Linked DNA regions of Zea mays: region 1 is linked to region 2. Evidence: chromatin contacts called from public Hi-C data. All regions are on one chromosome and are shown on one strand. Each heading gives the region's core, a stretch centred on a gene start, on an enhancer-like site or on the middle of the called end of the contact. The rest is flanking DNA. Distances are from core to core; before and after follow the strand shown.

The links. A called contact is a pair of places that touch in the nucleus more often than the background predicts.
Region 1: a Hi-C map of ear shows a contact between it and region 2, with 3 times the contacts expected there. The contact joins the promoter of LOC100276287 here to the promoter of LOC542348 in region 2. A contact is called at or near these places in 6 of 25 Hi-C or Micro-C datasets (bundle sheath, ear, endosperm and 2 more).

Annotation. Positions count from the first base shown.
Region 1 is chr6:96,696,533-96,703,790 of Zm-B73-REFERENCE-NAM-5.0, reverse strand. It overlaps LOC100276287, which reads right to left and starts at 3,484. Exons shown (of 11, transcript NM_001150112.2): 1 at 3,174-3,484; 2 at 1,833-2,254; 3 at 1,513-1,611; 4 at 1,072-1,172; 5 at 913-990; 6 at 670-760; 7 at 402-482; 8 at 169-228; 9 at 1-44. The coding sequence starts at 2,156.
Region 2 is chr6:96,419,416-96,426,900 of Zm-B73-REFERENCE-NAM-5.0, reverse strand. LOC542348 (translational initiation factor eIF-4A) reads right to left here and starts at 2,645. Exons shown (of 5, transcript NM_001111926.2): 1 at 2,479-2,645; 2 at 1,304-1,376; 3 at 1,086-1,192; 4 at 567-997; 5 at 1-16. The coding sequence starts at 1,374.

The sequences.
Region 1 (7,258 bases), core at 2,235-4,734, 280 kb before region 2:
ACGTGCGTCACTGACCAGTTTGCAATTCCAGTCGGGTCAGCCATCTGAAGCCACAAATGCAAGGGCAGTGTTGTTCAGTAGTTCGTTTTTTTTTCTAAATAAAATGTTGTTTTGCTGGCTGGTCGAAGAGAACAAAAGGCCGTCGTCTACAAGCTTCTGAACACTTACATTGAAGAGAGTTGGCAAGTAGTGCTCATCTGAATAGCAGTTATGCCACTCATTTCCTGGCTGTACGGTTGCAATCACAACATCAGCAACGACATAAATATCAAGGGAAAATGGGGGGGACAAGGTGTCCAAAGGTCTGTTTGTTACATATGAAAAATAACTTGACGGTGCTCTTAATAAGACAAGGTATCCTAGAAATTCTTTTTTTGGGGGGTGTGGGAGTAAGGGACCACCTTACAGTAACGCTTGAACTTCCCATAGTAAAGGGTGTCAGCAAGAATAAGAACTGCATGCTGCCGTTTCACTGTAAACCACTGCAAGAGAAGAATACATGAAAACATTCAAGGTTAACTATGAGAAGCCATAACAGGTGTAATAAGTAATCGAATTTGAACTATAGAGGATTATTGGAAGCCAAAAAAAAAGTCACTACAAAAAAAAATGAAACAATCATAAAGTTCCACTTTCTAGGGCAAGCGATCAGTCATATGAAATGATCACCTGTGCACCCTTTCTCCAATCTTTCTTCACAATTTCAGGTAACATATGGTCAGAATATCTACCTGCTCCATGTGGACCAGGATCATCAAAACTGAGGGAAAAAAAAGATAATTCAGCATGTTATAAGCAAAATTCTTATTAAAAAAACATAATTTAAAAAAAGCATATCTTAAATCAAATATCTTCTCAACTCTGACAAGGGGGAAAGTTAATGTTTTGCTTTGTGTAAGTATGTTCACTTACCAGTCAACAAAACTGACGTTTGTCTCCATGAGATAACTATATATATAATCAAAGTTATGAAGTGGCACACAGACACAGCTGCAATTAGAATAAAGTGTTAGGATACGGGGCCTATCACTCAAATTTATATGGGAACAGAACAAATGAAAAATGATTAACCTCTCAGAAAGCAAGACAAAATGCTGGTTTTCAGGGTCTTGTAGGGCATGGGCCAAGAGCCGCTTTTCAGCATCAACCATAGAAATTGTGCCCCAGATCACCTGGCGAGAAAATTGAAAAATTAGATCCTACAACAACTATAGCTAAAACTTTGACATTGACTTCAAAATAGTCTTGGACACGGTTGCTGTAGGCACGTACTACTGGACATGATATGTACAGGTGATGGTTCAACAACATTAATAAATCCCGGGACGTACTCTACAAACTATATCCATCCGTTTAAAGAATGGGGTTCTACAATCATTAGAGACGGCACTCTGAGAGAAAACAAAACATTTTTTTCTTCAAAATCAGTGTGTATTATACTGAAGGCTAGAAAATATTTTCTTCGTAAATCAATGAGGATAGTACAGATTTAAGCCAATGCTAGTTAGATACCTTTTCACTTCGAATATCCCTGCCAGAGAATACTGGACTTGCATGAATTGGTCTATCTCTTGATGCATGCACATATATGGTGTATCGGTCTTCATGTCCCTGAAAGAAAACTCAAGTGGTTAGATTTGATACGCATACACACTCAGGTGCGCAAGCAACAATGGATATATCTTTGTTCTTATATGAGATAGTATGTCAAATAGAGTTTGTTTACAGTTTACTTTCCTAATAGGAGAGAATATTAGTGCTACATGATGAAACACAATCATTGAGTCAATTTTGCTACGACTCGCAATTCGCAAATACTGCAAAAACCATACCATGAAGAATTTTTCCCACAGTTTCTCAAATGGCAATGAACTGGGCGTCAAGAACATGAAAGCAATTTTTGGATTCTTTGACTGCACTGGCCGTGCCCGGATGATGTCTCTCATGATAGCACGAGCAGCGATCTCATCATCAGTGTATACCCTAGCAGGTTCTGGAGGAGGCCGAGAATTGCAGGCTTCTGATGGTACCAGATAACATGCTGTGTAATGCCGTGGAGTATAAAGGTAGGCTCCAATGGCTACTGCACAGACAAATGCAACCAACACGATGAACCAGAGAGGCCTTTTAGACGAAGGCCTACTGCGTGGTGCCATGATGTATCTGTACAAACAGGAAAGCAGGGCCTAGCAAGCTACAGCCATGAAATCATCCATAAGCACTCCTCTGATATAACTGATCAAAATCCAAAAACCTGGACAACACAGGGAAAAAGGAAATTTTAGTTTAACCTTCAGGCTTTCAGCCAAAAGTACCATTTTTTTGTGTCTTGACCAACAATCCATATTGTATAACAAAAAGACATGTATATATAGAAGATTAAACTATTTCGAAGACAAACAACAGTTCAGAAACTGCTTGATATTGCACTAGGTTGAATCCAAAGTTTAAAACTACATGTGCATACTAAAGGACAGAATATTAAAACATATACAAAGTAAAAATAAATATTGATGGAGGTGCTTACAAATAAAAAAAATGGGGAAAAACTATATATATACTTGTTACCCAAAAATGAAAAACAACTACACATTTTAATCAAACCAACGCTCTAGTTAACAAGTAGGAGATTCTACAAGTCGTTCTAGGTTACAAAATAAAGCAGGACAGTTGACTTTTTACCTGGAACTTGCCAGTTTCTACCCATAAATGAACTCAAGTTATTAGGGATAATACGAAATACAAGCTCTGTCTGCCTTATCTCTCTTTTTTTCCCTTATGCTCCCTGGTTCATGGCCTGTACCAATTTTAAGCTAAATTCTCTTCACTGTCTATTTCCACGTACTTGTCACATGTCCACGCAGCCGCTCATCAAATTTTCCACAGCACAGCACAAAACCCTCCCTAAACCTTGCCAGCTAATATCGCCAGATGGACTCCAAAATGGCATGGCCGCAACCTTGCTTGAGGCGCTGAAGACCCTAGGCAAGATTTTAGATGGATTCTCGACTCCATAACTAGGACACCACGCAGCTCAAGAGTCCACAGGTAACCGGGTTAGAAAAAAAAATCGAATTTTAACGCTCGCAGCGCAGACGGGACAGGAAGGTCGCCAAGGACAAGGCGAGCAGCGAACTCCAACCTCCAACTGAGGCAAAGCTCGAGTCGCTTACCCACGAGAGGAGAGGTCGATCCGAGTCAATCCGGATAGTCGGAGCTTCACTGACGACCCGCGCCGCACCGGTCGACCACCAGGAAGCCGGTAACAGGCAGTGCAGAAGGAGCGGAGAGGCGAGGTCGACGGCGATGAACCACCCGCAGCTCGCGGCGGCCACCGAGGTCGACGACAGGAAGCAAGAGGACGGAGGAGTTGGGGAGATCTAGACGGCGGAGGGGGGGCATCCAAGACTGAGGTGGAAAAGTTGGCTGGACAGCACAGGGGTCTTCTCAGACTGCAAACTCTGCTTCTGCTCGACTCACTCCAGGTCAGGCTGGGAGTTCGGCTTTACCGAATTTTCGGATAGGGCTTTTGAGGTTTTTTTATATTTCTGGTTTTCATCAGTCGAACTTGAACGTGAAGTTTTGGCTACCCACAATTTCGAGTTCAGGTTTGGATAACATTAAACTACCCGATATTAAACACCGAGACAAACAACACACACAAAATCATAGCACCAAGGCACAAACAGTGAAACTGAAAGTCTGAACCGAAACACACAGCAACACAGCAACCGAGTGTTCACTCTCCACTGTCCAATGTCCACACGTCCGACCGGCTCTCACAAGGCAACTAGCAGAATAGCAAAAAAACAAAACACTAAAATAATCAGCCATACACTACGCCGACTGCTAGAAGCCTAGGATGACGGTGACGACCATAGATTCTCAGGCGCCAACGAACTCGGATGGTGACCAAGAAAGGTAAGAAGATTCCATTTCTCCATTTCTTCTATTGGTCCCGAAGTACTGATTTCTTTTTTGATGGATGGATGAATAGATCATGGTTCATGTATGAGTGCTTGCCGATGTAGTGATATATGAAATCTGGATAGTTTATACTGACTGTTAGTACCTAGTTATCCCTTAATTGGGGATGGGAACCTATTGGGGACCCGAAACCCGAATGGGGATGAGTATGGGATGAGTTTTGCACCCATGATAGGTATGAGAATGAGTATGAGGATAAATCAAATATGATAAGGATGGGTCTGGGATACTATAACCCGGTGAAGAATTCCCCATTGATATCTCTAACACAGACACAATCCACGCTAGCTCCCAATCCATGGGGTCGGAATTACAGTCACACACAAGGTCCACACACACCAACACACGGCACAGTAGGCCTAGGCTAGCAGCAGCACACACACGACACATAAGCACATGCACAGTGCAGCAGCACCGGGTCTTACGGTTTACAAAACCGTTCCAGAGTTAAAAACTATCCCCCACTGGTAACGGTTTACCAACGGTAAACCGGTAAAAATCGATTGGTTTGACCAATTCAAATCAATTTGAATTTGAACCGGTTTATCGGTGAAAAACCGGTGAAAAATCGCTTTAAACCGCCGGTTAATCGCGAAACTAACTGGTTTTTGTTGTTTTTACGGAAAATGTGAATTTTTTAACAAGATTTATTTGTAGTTTGCTCAATTCACATTGCACACTAAATATTAATTAATCCACACGACATGTATTCACCAAAATAACATATAGCATACATATGCAACCACAAACTCCAACTCTCATGCAACAAACAATCAGCGAACTTCACAATACTCAAATATAAGTTCTTTTATAACTCTCAAACGAGGCAACGACACATAAGTCGAATTATTTCACAATACTCACATGTTTATCTCGAGTCATAGTGATAGTACTCAGGTATGTTGGAAGGATCGTGATATTGTTCCAATCCGTTATAGTGATAGTGATAGGTCTATACAAAATATGTAAGATACATTAGCGAGAAAATAAGAATGGCAAATAAATATTTATCCACAAAGCAAAAAAACATACCGGTATGTGTGTTTGGTGTTTGTGTATTTTATGTGCACCTCACTAAGTGTTGGACTTTTCTCCTGATAAGCAAATCTTAGGAACACATATAAAAGAACTAGAGCTAAGGGTTCTAGATTGAGTCTTGTCTAGACGGATAGTTATTAGAAGAACCGAAACTACTTGATCTACGGGTTTCATCTTGGACAGGAAATGAAACCGAAATTGACCACTAAATGCCTAAAATGGACTTGAGCTATGGGTTTATCTTCACTTTTAACATATAACATCTTCACATATATCATATAATAGTAAACAAGACTTAGTCTAAATTGACCACTAAATACTCAATTTTGGCATTAAATCCGGTTTTCCAGCAAAAATTGGCGGTTTACCGGTCTCAAATAACAGTTTACCGATCCCTGAAAATGGTTTACCAGTGGTTTTCGGTTTTTATGAATTTTTTTAAATCTTTTGAATTTCAAACAAATTTTGAAAAAGAACCGATGGTTTACCGAAACCGTAAACAGATCGGTTTACCACCAGTTTTTAGCGATTTTATAAACAATGCGGTCTTGACCAGTCGGCCTCTCGGGCGTGGACACGACCCTTGGCTGCTTGCTGACCTTGACCTGCTAAGCAATTTCTGCGTTAAATAGGTACTTCGGATATAGCAGGTTAATACTTAATTAGGTCGAACTAAATTCGAATAATCAGTTTCGATATTTGCTGGAATTATTCGGGTAACAGGTTTTGGGCTAAATGGATATAGATTTGGATATTTCGGGCTTAGTGCTTTAGGCTCGGGTTTTATGTCCAGCTCTACCTCCAAGCCAAGAAGAGGTTTTGCATCTACCAAAAAAAGTTTTTGAATCTAGAGGCATTTGAGCACTGTCTAATTATTCTACTTCCTCCGTTCTTTTTCATTCGTTGTGTTTTAGTTCAAAAATAAATTAGCAGGTGACAAATATTCAAGAACGAAGGTAGTGTGTACTATATGCACTATCTAATTACTCTATATGCTCTGATTCGTGTAATTATGTTCTGTGCAGCATTGGATGTTCCATGAGTTTTGCCATTCTATATAGGTGCTTTGTAAAAAAGGACATTGTATAACTTATTTTGTTCCCCCGAAAATAGCTTTTTTGTTTTTGTTTGGTTTATATTCATGTCTGAAATATTATTTCCACGAAAATATTTTCTATTAAAACAAAACAACGTGAGTGGGTTCGTAATAGAGTGGTAGTCGGATATGTCGCGTTGAAACGTCAGATATGTTCGACATAGCAAAATGCACACGCGTTGTGACGGGAATAATAATATTTTATTTAAAAATAATATTAAAGTAAATATAATGTCTATATATTAAATATTAAACTGATAAAAACAAATATTATACTTCATCTTAGATAAAAGGTTGAAAATGTATTAGCTGAAAAGGAGTCCAACATATTTTTTAATAGCTCGCTTGTCCTTATTCAACTAACGAGATGGTACTGCGTCGGAGCGCAACACGATAGGTGTGCCATGAGAAACTAGATAAGTCCCAACACGATAGGAAGTCACTAGCAGCGCAACGCTCTCACGTAGTGTCATGAGAAACTAGCTAAGTCCCAACACGATAGAAAGTCACATGCGGCGCAACGCTCCCACGTAGTACCACATCGCTAGTTGAAGTAGGACGAGCGACCGAGCAAGCTATAAAAGGGGTTGAGCTTATTTTTAACTCATATCTTTCTCGATCTTTTGGCTAAGATGAAATATAATATTTATGTTTATCAATTATAATATCTGACTTGTCGATGTAACACCCCATCCATTTCCGGACCGGTGGTACTCACTTCTAGTAGCCCTCTAGGATCATAGACAATTCTCATAATCCAACACAAGTTGATGATGATGAGAAAAAGTAGAAACTATTTCTGGAGGGATTGATCAGGCCACTTCAATACCAACTGATGTCTCACTCATTCCCGTCCTTCTAGAAACTGCTGGACAAGGCTATAGCTCTGGAACACAAGCGAGTTGAGCTAGGAGATAAAAGAAAGTCTACTATCCAGGGACAGGCTGAAAGTAGTACTCGTCCCCGTTATGCTACACCTCAAGGCACACCAGCTCATGGCAGTCTCGGACAACAGCCTCAACAAACCCAATCTGCTCCTCCTCAAGCAAGCATCCCCGTGGGACCTGTTTCTCCTAATGCATCCACAAACAGGTCGTGTTTTAAGTGTGGACAGGCTAGACATTATGCCAACTAATG
Region 2 (7,485 bases), core at 1,396-3,895:
GGAAGATGTCATAAATCTGCATTCCACCAAAGAAATAAGTCAGCAGGCATAAATGAATCAGAGTACCATAAACAGATAGCGCGTTGTAGCAACTCCAAGAGACTGGATATATGGTTTTGTAAAGGTAAATTTAACTAATATTAGAAGAAAAGTGTATCCAATAGACTCTGTAAACGACTCTTCAAATTTAGTAGCTCTCTATCCCTTTACATTCACCCTCCATTTTTTGGATAGCCTACTTCACTCTTTATTCAGTTCGTAGGTTTACCGAGTCTGTTGGATTAGCCTACACTTGTTCTCTAAAATCTTTTTTAGAGAGTAGCTAAATCAGTAAATTTGGTTAGTCTTTTTAGCTAATCTCTTGGAGTTGCTCTTATAAGAATAATTTTCAGATTTCTGTGACAGAACATAGAATTATAAGAAAATGTTAGCTAAACACGAAGAAACTAACCAATGAAATCAAACATGGCAAATCAATTTAAACTTAATCTCTGCACTTTACTAGCAAAGAATACAGGTACCATGATCAAGCATAGAGAGAATAGAAATAAAATAGAAGTGTTTACCTGATCCTTGAAACCACGAGAAAGCATTTCATCAGCTTCGTCAAGAACAAACATCTTGATGTTATCAGGGCGGAGGGACTGTCTACGCAGCATGTCAAACACACGACCAGGTGTACCAACAACAACATGCACACCACTGGCGAGAATCCTTTGGTCCTCACGAACAGATGTTCCTCCAACGCATGCATGGACTTTAACACCAAGGTAGTCACCAAGTGCGCGCATAACTTTCTCAATTTGCTGTGCAAGCTCACGGGTGGGAGCAAGAACCAGGGCCTGGCATTCAACCAGACCATAGTCAAGCTGCTGCAAGATCCCAGAACAGAAGGTTGCTGTCTTTCCTGTACCAGATTGTGCTTGCTGAATGACATCAAGCCCCTTGCAGAAGGGAACAATTCCTCTCTGCTGAATTGCAGATGGTTTCTCAAAACCTACACATCGAAGAATGGGTAGTACGAGGAATACCATGTAAAGAAAAACTCGCTAAAACAGAAGATAAACAGAAGACTCCCAGCCTACCATATGCATAAATGCCTCTCAGAAGATTCTCTTGAAGGCCCATGTCATCAAAACTTTCAAAAACTTCATCATATGAAGTGAAGAACTCCTCAGTCTCACCAGTGCTCCTGCATTACATGATCATATAGAGGTATAGGTTATTAGATCACTTGGCTCCAAGTCAGAAATGGTAAAACAAGCAGGTAAGTGTTTTTTTAAAAGAATGATTTATTACTTACAGCAGCTCCTGCATTTTAGAATCATAGTGCTTAGCATCAAACTGAGAACCCTCGGGTGCCATTCCTGCCATGACTGTAGCAAACAAATATGTTAAGACACAGAAGTTACAGTACTTGTGAACATTATGGCAAGCAAATACAAAGAAATTCATGAACCTAGACCAAAAAGATGTTTATGAAAGAAATGGCGACATTTTTACACTGATAACATAACTTGACTAAAAGACTACAACAAGGAAAGTGTTTTGTGTACCAATGAAATTTGTTTTAAGTATAAGAAAAACACCATGCTAGTAGACAAGTGATAAGCAAGTACCCAGTAATTCACAACAGGACTCAACAGGGAATCGGCTGTATTCTACAGTCTACACATGATGATCCATGCTCAATCATCAATACAAAATGAATGCATCAAATCATCATTCAATGTACTGTACAAATGATGATCCATGCTCCAACATTAATAGAAAATGCATGCTCAAATCATCATTCAAGTTATAGAGAATCTAAACAGAACCATACCAAGACAATTGATGTTTTACAGTCACTGATATAATGGCAAGCACCTACTAAAAATAAATGGAGCGACAGTTTTTTACAGTTCAACACAATATCGAATAATACGGAACCCTCATGTACAGCTTTTAACCTATCATGTAAGTAACAAATCCTTATGGCCATTCCATCATCGCTTTCACACAGAGTTGCCTCATCACGACATAATAATAGAATATAACCAAGCATGCAGCATCCCATAGCTCAAACAGCCTGAATCCAATAATCAAGCACAACACGCAACACTACATGACAAAATATAAAGCAAACAAGCTACAAAGAGCTGCCTAGCACAGTTCTAGGAGCGAAACTAGTAGTTTTGCAATATGAGCACAAAAAACACATTATATCTTCATACAAAATCAATCAAGTCCTACGTAAGAAATCGTGTGTAGAGCCGAAAGCCCCACATCAGACAAAGGGGGAAAGTTAGTATTTCCGCGCGCAGACCTGTCCCTCAATCCAGAACCGTCAAAATGACTACCACTCCCACCGAATCGGCACAGATCCACACGGGCAGCGCCGCCAGATGGACCGAGACCCACCGCCGCGGCAGATCGGACACCGAAAAGCAACGGAATAACAAGCGAGGCAGCAAGAGATCCGGAGGAGACGACCACCTGAAGCGTCGGAGAGGAGAGCGCGGATCGGGCCGGGAGTCAGGGGTGCTCTGTGCGCTGCGGTGAACCCGAGATCAGAGTCTCGGATTCGGCGGCGGAGGTGAAGGACGGCGCAGCGCAGGAGAGAGAAAAACGAGGGTTTGCAGTCGGCGGCGAGAGGCGGCTTTTATGTGCCTGGGTGTGGACGAATCCCGGATGCCACCACCCCGAACGGTAGGGTTTCTTTCTCGCGTGGGCCGCTCCTGGGCTATCCAGGGCCTAGGCCCGTGTTTGCCTCTCTTTTTCTGTTTATTTACATTCCTGTTTGGTGTTTTTATTTTATCTTCGGAGATCTTGTCTTTGAATGAACAGGCTGTACTCCAGCTGGTGTGATCTGATTTCCTTTCAGGAACAGGCTGTCGGAAGAGAGAGACGATTCTATTTCCTCCAGTTTGGGTGTGAACTCAAATAAATGAATAATTAACATTAGGTGCATTCACAACTAAAAAATCGGTTCGATACCCGAGGTAATTACTAGCTAGCTAAAAATTATTCGGTGACATTTAAATAAAAGAAGATAATAGATGCACTAATTTTTTACTAACCCTTTAACTAGTGGTTAACCAGTCAATCATAACTAGTTTAGACTGATTTATAGTTCCAATTGATAACTAGTCACTAGATATGTGTCCGTGCGTTGCCACGAGGCGGGAGAGCGTGGGAGCGGCGTCTAGGCTACAAATATAATTATTGTTTATTTCTAAACACTAAGTTACGTGTGGTCTGGTGGTTAGCCACAAAATTGTGGGGCAAAAAAAGAGGTGTGTGGTTCGAGTGCTCGTTCTACACTATTTTTTGCGGACGCTGGCGTGATAGCACCAGATGCCTAAATTAGGTTCTTAATAGAGTAGTATAGATATGCATCCAAACAAGCATTGGACGATGGCATATGAGCTTCACCTCTTAGAGCTACTTAGTGTGTGTTTGAGACGTCTTTTTGTTTTTGGGTGTTGTTTATGCGCTCCAAAAGTTTAAAGCTAAACTAAAGGTCTCGTTCTAACCAATGACTTTTTTCAAAGCCGTTTTTTTGTGGTAGACAATTAAAAGCACATCTAAACCATCTTTTAGTGACTTTAAGATGGAAAACCTTTTACCCGCCTGCCTCAGGTGAGTAGAAAAAAATGTTTCGTTCTTTCCCATTGCCCTCAATTGACATCCGCAACTCCTCGGTCGTCCGTGTCTCCCATAGCTACAGTCAAATCCTTCAAACGACTTTTAATTTTTTACAAATCATAGACCACATCAGTTTTTTTTCACATCCAAAACCTAAACTAAACCAAACTAACCCATACATATCCCTTCCAATAATTAAAGCAATCCTTTATGAAAGGATAAATTCATAGAGAACACTCGATCCTTACGCAGACCAAGGAGAAACAACACCCTTACACGGATGCTCCAACAAAGATTCGTAGGGAGTATTAACTCTTCAAGATATTAGGAAAAACATTGATGGTCTTCTAACCATTGCATTACTATACATATTTAATTTTGAGTAATTTACTTTTAGAATTACATTTTTATAATTGCTTGGAGACCTAAGCGAAGAAGTGGGCGAAGGTGGGAAAGGTATCAGACTTTATGCGTAGAGGAAAAGTCCAAAGAAAGTGAAAAGTCATCTAGAATGACCAGGTAGTATTTATAACTAGAGAGGCTGAAGACAGGAGAAGTCCAGAGATCATAATGAACGAGATCAAAGGCCTGAGCAGCCCTGGATGTGGAAGTGGAAAATGGAAGACGAGAATGATGACCGAGCGGACAAGGATGACAGAGGCGCTCAGAGGGTCCCCGGTTACAAGAGGTATCTGAGCGGCTGGAGGGCTAGGACATCACGTTAGGTCTAGGGTGACCGAGACGACGATGCCAAATGGCGGAAGTGGTGGTGAAAGTCGTCTAGATTGGGCTGAATAGGAGAAACTTGGAAATTATAAACTTTAGACACACACTATGCCTGGGGTTAGGGTTAGAAATAAATTCGGAGTGCGGAATATTGCTCTTGCTATGAGTTGCTCAATCAATGCGGATAACCTTGGGAGCAAACTTAAATCAATATGAGCAAGGGAACTTTAGAGAGAGGAGAGGGGAGAAACAAATCAAGTGAAGATCAATACAAATGAACACAGTGATTTGTTTCCTGAGGTTTGTTTCCAAAGAACCTAGTCCCCGTTGAGGAGGCCACAAAGGCCGGGTCTATTCCAACCCTTTCCCTCTCTCAATCGGTCACTTAGACCGGTCGAGTGCTTCTTCTCAATCTCACGGGTCACTAAGACCCCACAAGGATCACCACACAACTAGGTGTCTCTTGCTAGCTTTACAAAGCACTTAGAAGAAATAGAGTGAGGAGAAGAAACCAATCCAAGCAACAAAGAAACACAAATGACCCTCTCTCAAGTCACTAAACACTTGAGTTGATTTTGGAACTTGGAGAGGATTTGATCCTTTGATTGTGTCTTGGAGTGTATGTCTTTGCTCTAGTATTGAATGTGAAGGTCTTAAAACTTGGATGGCTTGAATGGAGGTGGTTGGGGGTATTTATAGCCTCCAACCACTTCCTAGCTGTTATCTGAGTTTGTTGTCGATGGATATACCGGACAGTTCGGTGGTACACCGGACATTGTACTGTTCATTGTCTGGTGCGTGCCACGTCAGCCAACCGTTGGGGTTTGGAGCGTTTGACCGTTGAAGTCTTTTGTCCTATTGCCGCACCGTACAGTCCGGTGCGTTCTGACTTTGCAATTCAGACTTCTGACTTCTACTTTGTTCACTGTACCCATGTCCGCGCAGTCGACCATTGGCGAAGTTGGTCGTTGCTCCGTTCGCACACCGGACAGTCTAATGAATTATAGCGGACGCACGCTGAGAAAACCCGAGAGCGACCAGTTCATGAGGTGCCTCGGCTTAGGCACCGGACAATGTCCGGTGCGCCGCTGGATGCACCATTTACTTGTTTTTGCCCCATACTTTGTAGAGTTCCCCAACTCATTTTCTTTGTTGGTTTATGTTGAACTTTATGCACCTGAGATAAATGACAACTAGGCAAACTAGTTAGTCCACGTGGTTTGTGATGGACGTCAAACACCAAAATCGATTATAGGAAATGTTGAGGCCATTCCCTTTCAATCTCCCCCCTTTTTGGTGATTGATGCCAACACAAACCAAAGCAAATATAAAGTGTAGAAATGTAACTCGTTTGAATTCTGACAGACGTGCATAAGTTACTTCGAATTAAACCAATTGAAAATATTTCTAAGTATGCATGGTTGATTTCTTCTACTTTGACATTTTGGACACATTTGCACCACTTAGCTTGTTTTTTGCAAATCTTTTGAAAAAGTCTTTTCAAATACTTTTGTAAATAGCCAATGGAATAAGAATATGATTTCAAAAGGCATTTTTCAAGATTTTGAAAATTATCTCTCTGTTTCATATACTTTTCCTTTAGCTAAATAAAAGCTCCCCCCTGAAGAAGTTCTCCCCTTAGCAGTCAAGAGGGTTTTTGTAATAATTTCTCCCCCTTTGTGAAACATTTTTTTTGAAAACGGGGTGGTGGTGCGGTCTTTTTGCTTTGGGCCTATTAATTCTCCCCCTTTGGCATTAATCGCCAAAAACGAAGAAACTTGAGAGGCCTAGTATTCTCTCCCTCTTTGTGAAAAGGATATGAGTGAAAGTTTATGAGAAGGGCAAAGGATAAAAGATACCGATAGAGTCGTAGTGGAAGCCTTGCCTTTGTCGAATACTCCATTCCCCTTTCAATCTAAGACTAATCATAGAGATACTCGTGGAAGCACATTAGCCTTAGCCTTGGCACAAGAAGAATAAGAAATACGCATTTGTACCAAATGAAAGAAACATGATCGAAGATATATAAATGAGCAATGTGTGCAATGTTTCAATCAAAGTTCCAAGAATCTAAGATGATTAGCTCATTCCTAAGCTTGCTAAAAGTCTTTTCATCCAGAGGCTTGGTGAAGATATCGGCTAATTGGTTGTGGGTACTAACATAAGCAATTTTGATATCCCCCTTTTGTTGGTGATCTCTCAAAAAGTGATACCGGATGTCTATGTGCTTAGTGCGGCTGTGTTCAACGGGATTATCCGCCATGTGTATTGCACTCTCATTATCACATAGGAGAGGGACTTTTCTCAACTTGTAGCCATAGTCCCTAAGGGTTTGCCTCATCCAAAGTAATTGTGCACAACAATGGCCTGTAGCAATATATTCGACTTCGTCGGTGGATAGAGCTACTGAGTTTTGTTTCGTTGAAGCCCAAGACACCAGGGATCTTCCTAGAAACTGACAAGTCCCTGATGTGCTCTTCCTATCAATTTTACATCCAGCATAATCGGCATTGGAATACCCGATTAGATCAAAGGTAGATCCCTTAGGGTACCATAGCCCAAACTTAGGAGTGTAAACTAAATATCTCATGATTCTTTTCACGACCCTAAGGTGAACTTCCTTAGGATTTGCCTGGAACCTTGCACATGCATACGGAAAGCATAATATCCGGTCGTGAAGCACATAAATAGAGTATAGATCCTATCATCGACTGGTATACCTTTTGATTTATGGATTTACCTCTCATGTCGAGGTCGAGATGCCCGTTTGTTCCCACGGGTGTTTTGATGGGTTTGGCATTATTCATTCCAAACTTCTTGAGTATGTCTTGAATGTACTTAGTTTGGCAGATAAAGGTGCCCTCTTGGAGTTGCTTGACTTGAAATCCAAGGAAATACTTCAACTCCCCCATCATAAACATCTCAAATTTTTGAATCATAATCCTACTAAACTCTTCACAAGATGGATTGTTAGTAGACCCAAATATAATAGCATCAACATAAGTTTGGCATATAAACAAGTCTTTAGCAATAGTTTTAGTGAATAGAGTAGGGTCAGCTTTACCAACTTTGAAGTCATTAGTGATAAGAAGGTCTCTCAAGCGTTCATACCATGCTCTTGGGGCTCGC